2 separate regions of the Anas platyrhynchos genome follow, and region 2 is linked to region 1. A link is a contact called in public Hi-C data. All regions are on one chromosome and are shown on one strand. Each heading gives the region's core, a stretch centred on a gene start, on an enhancer-like site or on the middle of the called end of the contact. The rest is flanking DNA. Distances are from core to core; before and after follow the strand shown.

Evidence for each region. A called contact is a pair of places that touch in the nucleus more often than the background predicts.
Region 2: a contact with region 1 is called in a Hi-C map of skeletal muscle, with 1.8 times the contacts expected there. The contact joins the enhancer-like site here to the promoter of MPEG1 in region 1. A contact is called at or near these places in 2 of 8 Hi-C or Micro-C datasets (liver and skeletal muscle).

The regions. Positions count from the first base shown.
Region 1 is chr5:54,134,712-54,137,815 of IASCAAS_PekinDuck_T2T, forward strand. It overlaps MPEG1 (macrophage expressed 1), which reads right to left and starts at 1,658. Exons shown (of 1, transcript XM_027457825.3): 1 at 1-1,658. The coding sequence starts at 1,581.
Region 2 is chr5:54,191,858-54,194,961 of IASCAAS_PekinDuck_T2T, forward strand. It overlaps RAB3IL1 (RAB3A interacting protein like 1), which reads left to right. Exons shown (of 12, transcript XM_072039137.1): 4 at 349-444; 5 at 2,000-2,077; 6 at 2,152-2,367. Among named protein-coding and RNA genes, the nearest start is that of RAB3IL1, 21 kb to the left of the region's middle. Within about 2 kb of position 1,469, at least 2 of the 8 cell types and tissues checked have an H3K27ac peak or open chromatin away from gene starts, as enhancers often do.

The sequences.
Region 1 (3,104 bases), core at 408-2,907:
GGAGTACTGGATGCTGCTCTCGTAATCCTGGCTCACGCACACCCTGAGGTCGTCAAAGAGCTTCAGCTGGAGGTACCCCGAAGGGCAGGACTGGGCGCCGGTGAGGGGGTTGGCGCTGTGGCTGCTGAACAGCCCCCCAAAGAGGTAGCCGGAGTCGGGGGGCACCGTGCCCCTCGCCGCACACCAGTAGGCGCTGAACTGAACCCGGGAGAGCCAGAAGACGTCCTGGCACACGCGGTGGCAGAAGATGCCCAGGGTGCACTTTTTGTGGCACTCCAGGTGGCTGTGGCCTTCCTCCCGCTCCTGCGCGCCCAGCAGCACCGGGATGTAGGCAGAGGGGCAGGAGAAATCCCCCGTGAGGGGATTTTTCTGCTCCAGCGTGTGGCACAGCGCGCCGGCGTCCGGGCCAGAAAGCCCAACACACTTCTGGAAGACACCCCCGAAGGTGAAGTTGGTCATGGTCCCCTCGCAGGAGCCGTCGTCGGCGTTGGCGTGGAAGTTGAAGTTGGGCGAGGTGGCGTCAGTGCAGCCGGGGTAGGTGTTGAAGGTGTAGTAGCGGCGGATGGCCGCCTCCAGTCGCTTGGCCAGCTTCTTCACCGTGGGGGTGGGCAGCTCTGGCAGGGTGCTGGGGCTGATGAAGAAGTACAGGGGCAGCCCCGAGCGGTCGATGGCCACCAGCTGGTTGCTGATCCCCTCCTGCCACGTCTTGAGGGTGATGCCTGGGTAAAAGGGGATCCCACCGACACTCTCCACCCTGGAGTTGGTACGGTTCTCCATGTACTGCTTGGTGAAGGAGGAGCTGGTGTCCAGGGAGCCCTCGGTTTTCATGTTGATGATGCTGTGGAAGGCAACGCCGGCCGAGGCCGTGATGGTGTTCCGCATGCCCCAGCTGTCCTTCAGGAAGGTTGTTTTGACCTGATCTTCCTGGACCAAGCTGGCTCCAGCGTCCACAGAGGTGATGGTGTGGGTGCCGTAGTTGAGCACCAGCACTTCAGACAGAAAATCGGCCATCCGGGTCTGGTTGTTCTCCAAGTGGCTGGCAATCACCATCAGCTGCTTCTTGAAGCTCTTGTCCAGAACTGCTCCTGGGTCTATCTTGACGGTGTAAACCAGGTTCCTGACTTGCACTCGGGTGGTGAAAGCCCGGTCCTGTACTTGGTGGGTCTTGGTCTGGTGGAAGGCTTGAGAGAACTTGCCGTTGATGGCGGAGAAGAGGGACAGCTCCAGGTTGATGGAGGAAGAGGTGACGCTTTGGTAATTCTTCCAGGACTCGATGATCTCAGAGTTGATGTCCAGGTTGCTGTGCTTGCGAGGGATGGTGAAGACCTCATCTGGGATGATGTAGGACCCATCTTCTGTGGTCTTGCAGAGTGAGTAGCCCAGGTTGATCACTCTGCCCATATCCAAATTCCTCAGGTTATCCCAGCCCCCACCAGGGAGGACTTCCAGACTCGGGACCTTCAAGTTCTTCTTGCAGTCCTGAATCCCTGAAGAGGGCAACAGCTCCTGGGACAGCTCGGCCCCTCTACTCACAGCTGCCAGCGTCCAGGTGAGGACGGCCACCCTCAGCACCCAGAGCATGGCTGAGCTGAGCGGCGGACGTCTCGCTGCTGAGGAGGGAGCCGGGGAAATGAGGCAGTCGGGGGTGCAGCTGCCGGGTGGTTCCTCCTCTTGGGGGGAGGCTGAATTAACAAGGGGAAAGGAGAAGTGAGAGCTGGTGAAACGTGGTAATGGGCTGAGCAGAGCTGAGAAAACAGGGCGAGGAGCAGAAAAGAGGTGCCTGGAAATCATTGCCTCCCTAAAGTAAAAGCCTCCTCTCCCTGTGAAAGCTGCTGTGCTGGAGATGGAGCAAGGAAAAATCCCTTTTTCAGCAGTGTACCTGCACCTACGCGATGCCGTTGTGTGAACCTCCCTTGAATGATGCTCCAGTGACTCTCAGATCAGCCCCTGGCCACCCTAAATGACCTGGCTCTTTGTGCCACACACAAGACCCGGCCCCAGCACCACAGCCATGCTCATGTAGTGGGGTGAGATCCGGCCCTGCTCGCATGAGCTGTGCTGCAGGGCTTTTCCCCATGGCAGGACAGAGGCGAGGCTGCTGGCCATGCAGGGAAGGAATCAGGAGGAACTGGGGAAACGGCACTCTGCTTGTGTTTCCTGGCGAGACGGCTGCCCGAGCCCCTGGGACAGGCCTTGATGTTTTTTTTGGAGGGCCCTCCATGGTGGCCAGGTTCAATTTTTCCTCTCCGCTGTCCCCATTTATGCCAGGGCCTCCTGTAGCCACCTGCACCCGATTCCCCTGAGGGAAGGATCCTTCCCGTGGTGTTTCTGGTTGAGAAGGGCACCTCCTGCACGGGGCTGCAGAACCTCTGGTGGCCTCTGGCTGCAGCAGTCCTGTCACCTGAGGTCCTGCCCAGGGGTGCCTGAGCCTGGCTGGGCACCAATGTCAGTGACACAGAGCAGCAGCTGTGTGTTTTGGGTAATAAACAGTTAAATCCATTTCTACTCTGAAAGCTGCTTACATAGCCATGGTTCTTTCCATATGGACCGGTTCATTTCCCCTATTTTTGCTGGTTAGTTCCTCTTTCCAGGACGGATCTGGCAGAGAACGAGGCTGAAGTGAGAGCTGCGGTGGGGAGAGGTGGACGTGTGTGCGTGCCTTCTGCTGGACAACACCACCGAGAAGCTGTGGGACGATGCAGGGGAGCAGGAAGGCTGGTGGGGGACACCCAGCCCCGTCGTGGGGCCATGGAGGAGTCAGCATTCCCAGGAGGCTCCCACAATAACCTGGAGACCATCTGCATTTTGGACTGTTTCAAGTCCGACTTTGAAGCCTGAATGGTGGCCCCCATGGTGATAGCTGTAGCTGGCAATGCTCCCAGCCGCTGGGATGGGAGGAGGAGAACAGCCTCGTGGGGTGGATGAGCCCCCTCGTCCCTCTGCCATGTGGGAGCAGAGCCGAAACAGAGATCGGGGGCTTCTCCGTGCCACCTCTGCTTCAGGGGGCACATCTCGTCCTGTAGTGGCTGAGGCACAGCAGAGCAAGGCAAAATCTGACCAGTGTACACAGCTTGGGTATAAAAAACAAAAATATATCTGCTGCC
Region 2 (3,104 bases), core at 219-2,718, 57 kb after region 1:
AATCTGGAGTAGGCAAAAGGGGAGAGAGATTGATGTGGTCATAAAGCGCTTTGGAACAGGACAGCAGTTACTAGGATGGTCCAAAGTCCCTGGGCCAATGTCCAAATTAGTCCCAGAAACCTGCTACAGGGGTCTGTGATATGCAGAGAGCAGCTTGAGGAGGGCAGTGCTTACTGTGCAGCCTCATTGCTGATGGCAAAGGAGCAATGCCAACCTGAGAAGCCCACCACGACTTGTGGAGGGATGCCTTGGGTGGCACCGAGTGCTGCGACAGGAGTCCTGGGCCTGTGATCCACGCAGGGGTAGGTTTGCTAGGAGCTCATGCATCCCTCTTGTCTTCCTCAACAGGAGCTGAAGCTGAAGGACAAAGAATGTGAGAGACTGTCAAAAGTCAGGGAACAACTGGAGCAGGAGCTAGAGGAGTTAACAGCTAGCCTGTTTGAGGTACCACCCTCTTCCTTTTCCCATCGTTTCTTAAAACTCAGCTCGCTTCCAACTCCAGAGAAAGTCTACCTCAAAGGACTTCCACAGCCGTATCACCTCCCACAGCTTCCTCCTTCCCTCTGTTGTTCTTTCTCATTGGAAAGCTGCGCAGAGCTGCCAGCAGAGCCTCACAGGAGCTGGTACCTGCTCCTGGGGAGGGTTTGCATGCGTTCCTTTCCCCTCCTCACAGCTGTATGGTGACATAAATAGCACAGCAGGTATGGGACTGTGGTTGCAAACCCAAGCAAAACCAGATATGGGGATGCCCAGAGCGTGACTCCCTGCCCTGTGCCTGCTCTGCAATCTGAGCAGCAGCTGCTGTGTAGCAGAGATGAGTCCCTGGCTCGTGTCAGCCCTTGCTTGGGGTAGGAGCAAGTTGGATGTCCCTGTACGCTCAGCGCCAGTGAGGGTTCAGAAGGTCTGTTTGTGGTGTTGATGTTTGTGGTGGTGTTTTGCTTTAGTTTTTTTGGTGATGTGGTTCATGTCAAGCTCAATCCTGACAAGATCCCGTTGCCAACAGCTCTAATCTCTAGATCTGACTGCACAGTGAGGGAAGCCAGAGCCCAGCTTCACCTTTGAAGCACAGGCTGGTGCTGAGTGGGAGCGCCCAGAGAGCATCCCCCTTATGGACAGCTGGCTGCCCGGGCTCACAGTGAGCTTAGAGACAGCACACCCGAGGGATTTCTCCTTCCTTTGGTGGCCTTGGACAAAGTGCTTCCAGGCCGTGCTGTGGGGTGGCCTCAGCTGAGACCGACAGCACCCACCTCACCCTTCCTGTGGGAGATGCTTTCAGGCTAGTCTTGTTTAGTCCCCACCTGAGCTACCGCTGCTGCATTGCAGCCGTGCCCAGAGCAGCGAGGGCTGGCCAGGCCATGAAGGAAGTGGGAGCAGAGTGCAGTAACAAGTCAGGTGAGGGCAGGAGAGCAGTGACCTCAACCAGTGGAGGGGCAAGGATGTGGAGTCTGGGTCGGGATCTTTGCCAGAGATGGTGATCAGGGTGAGAAACAGTCCAGTGGTCAGCCAGCAAGCATGCAGTGATGACACATGGCTGAGGTCAAGCCAGGAAACAACCCTCAGGCTTAGAGTCAGGGTTGCAGGAGCACTGGATGGGGTGCAGACACAACTGCTAGATGGCTGAAATGTAGCACAGGTGGGTGCCAGTGTTAAAGCATCAGCCTTAGAACAAATCCCAAGGGCAAGGAGGGGCAGGCCCTTGCTTCTAGCTTTCTTCACAGCACCTTTTGTCAGTGAAGATTACGACCTTGGACTCAGCCAGCTAAACTCTTAGCCAATTTAGTCAATTATAGTCCTAGAAGGGGGATGCACTCCAGGACCTGAGACCCTTTTTCTGGGAAATTCTGGGGGAGAACTCTTCATATCTAGTAGAGTAAAACCCTCGGATGTGGCAGTGATGTCTGTCCCCTTGCTTGCCTGTGATGTGGCAGAGCTTTGGCCTGCCCTGGTGGCTTTATGAGATGGAACTGCAGCAGACAGACTGAAATTCTTTCTGGTCCAGGAAGCACACAAGATGGTGAGAGAAGCGAACACGAAACAGGCGGCGGCAGAGAAACAGCTGAAGGAAGCACGGGGAAAGGTGAGAACTGTGCTGTCTGTGACTTGCTCTCTGTGCTGGATTGGTGCTGGTGACTCTCGCCTTGTCTCTTGCAGATTGACATGCTGCAGGCAGAGGTGACAGCTCTGAAGACGCTTGTGATCACATCCACACCTTCATCTCCAAACTGGGAGCTGCACCCTCAGCTCCAGAGCCCTTCTAAAGCTGTCTTCAGGAAAGGCCACGCGCGAAACAAGAGCACCAGCAGTGCAATGATCACAGCTGCCAGCCACAATGCGGCTCCAGAGCCAGTCAGTCGTGAGTGCAAAGAGGTGGGTGAGGGCCATGCACTGCATCAGCCATGGAGCCACTGCTGCCAGCAGTTGCTGAGCAGAAGCCAGTTTATTCTGCTGCATCTTGGCAGCTGAATCCACTGTCCTGGCATGATTTGCTTTTGTTGCTCTTCTCTGAACTAGTTTGGCTTTTAATGATCACAGCTGGATTTGGACTTCAGGACTCCTCCATCAACTTTTAGTCTCTTGTTCTGTGCTCTTGGGCATGTCACTCTACTTCTTCCTCTTTGCAGAGCATATATGTAATGTTTACCTTTCTCTCTGGAAGGACTGGGCAGAGAAGCCTACAAAGCATTTGTGAATATCTTTGAACCAAACTGTGTTTAATTCCCTCCAATGATCATTTGATAGTCCTCCACCTGCTGTGACCACGAGTGTAATGCTTTTCTGCTAGCAGGACTTCTCTGGCTGGGAACTTTCCACTAGCCAGATGTATGCAGAGCAGAAACGAGGCAAGTTGTGGCACTCGATCAGTAAGAAATAAGGGCTGCTAATGAAACTAAGACTTTCACCAAGCAGGACTGTGCTGGCAGCACTGGTAACCTCACTTTCTGGCAGTAAATTCAATGGCTATACCTTGTCAGCTTCTGTGTGGAGCTCTTGTTGCTAGTTTGGATGAATGCTTCAGGCAGCATCGGCTATAACAATTGCCCTGAGAGCAGTAGCAATGAGAGATGAAGATCTTTAACTCTGTTTCATGGGCAGAGAGGAACAAA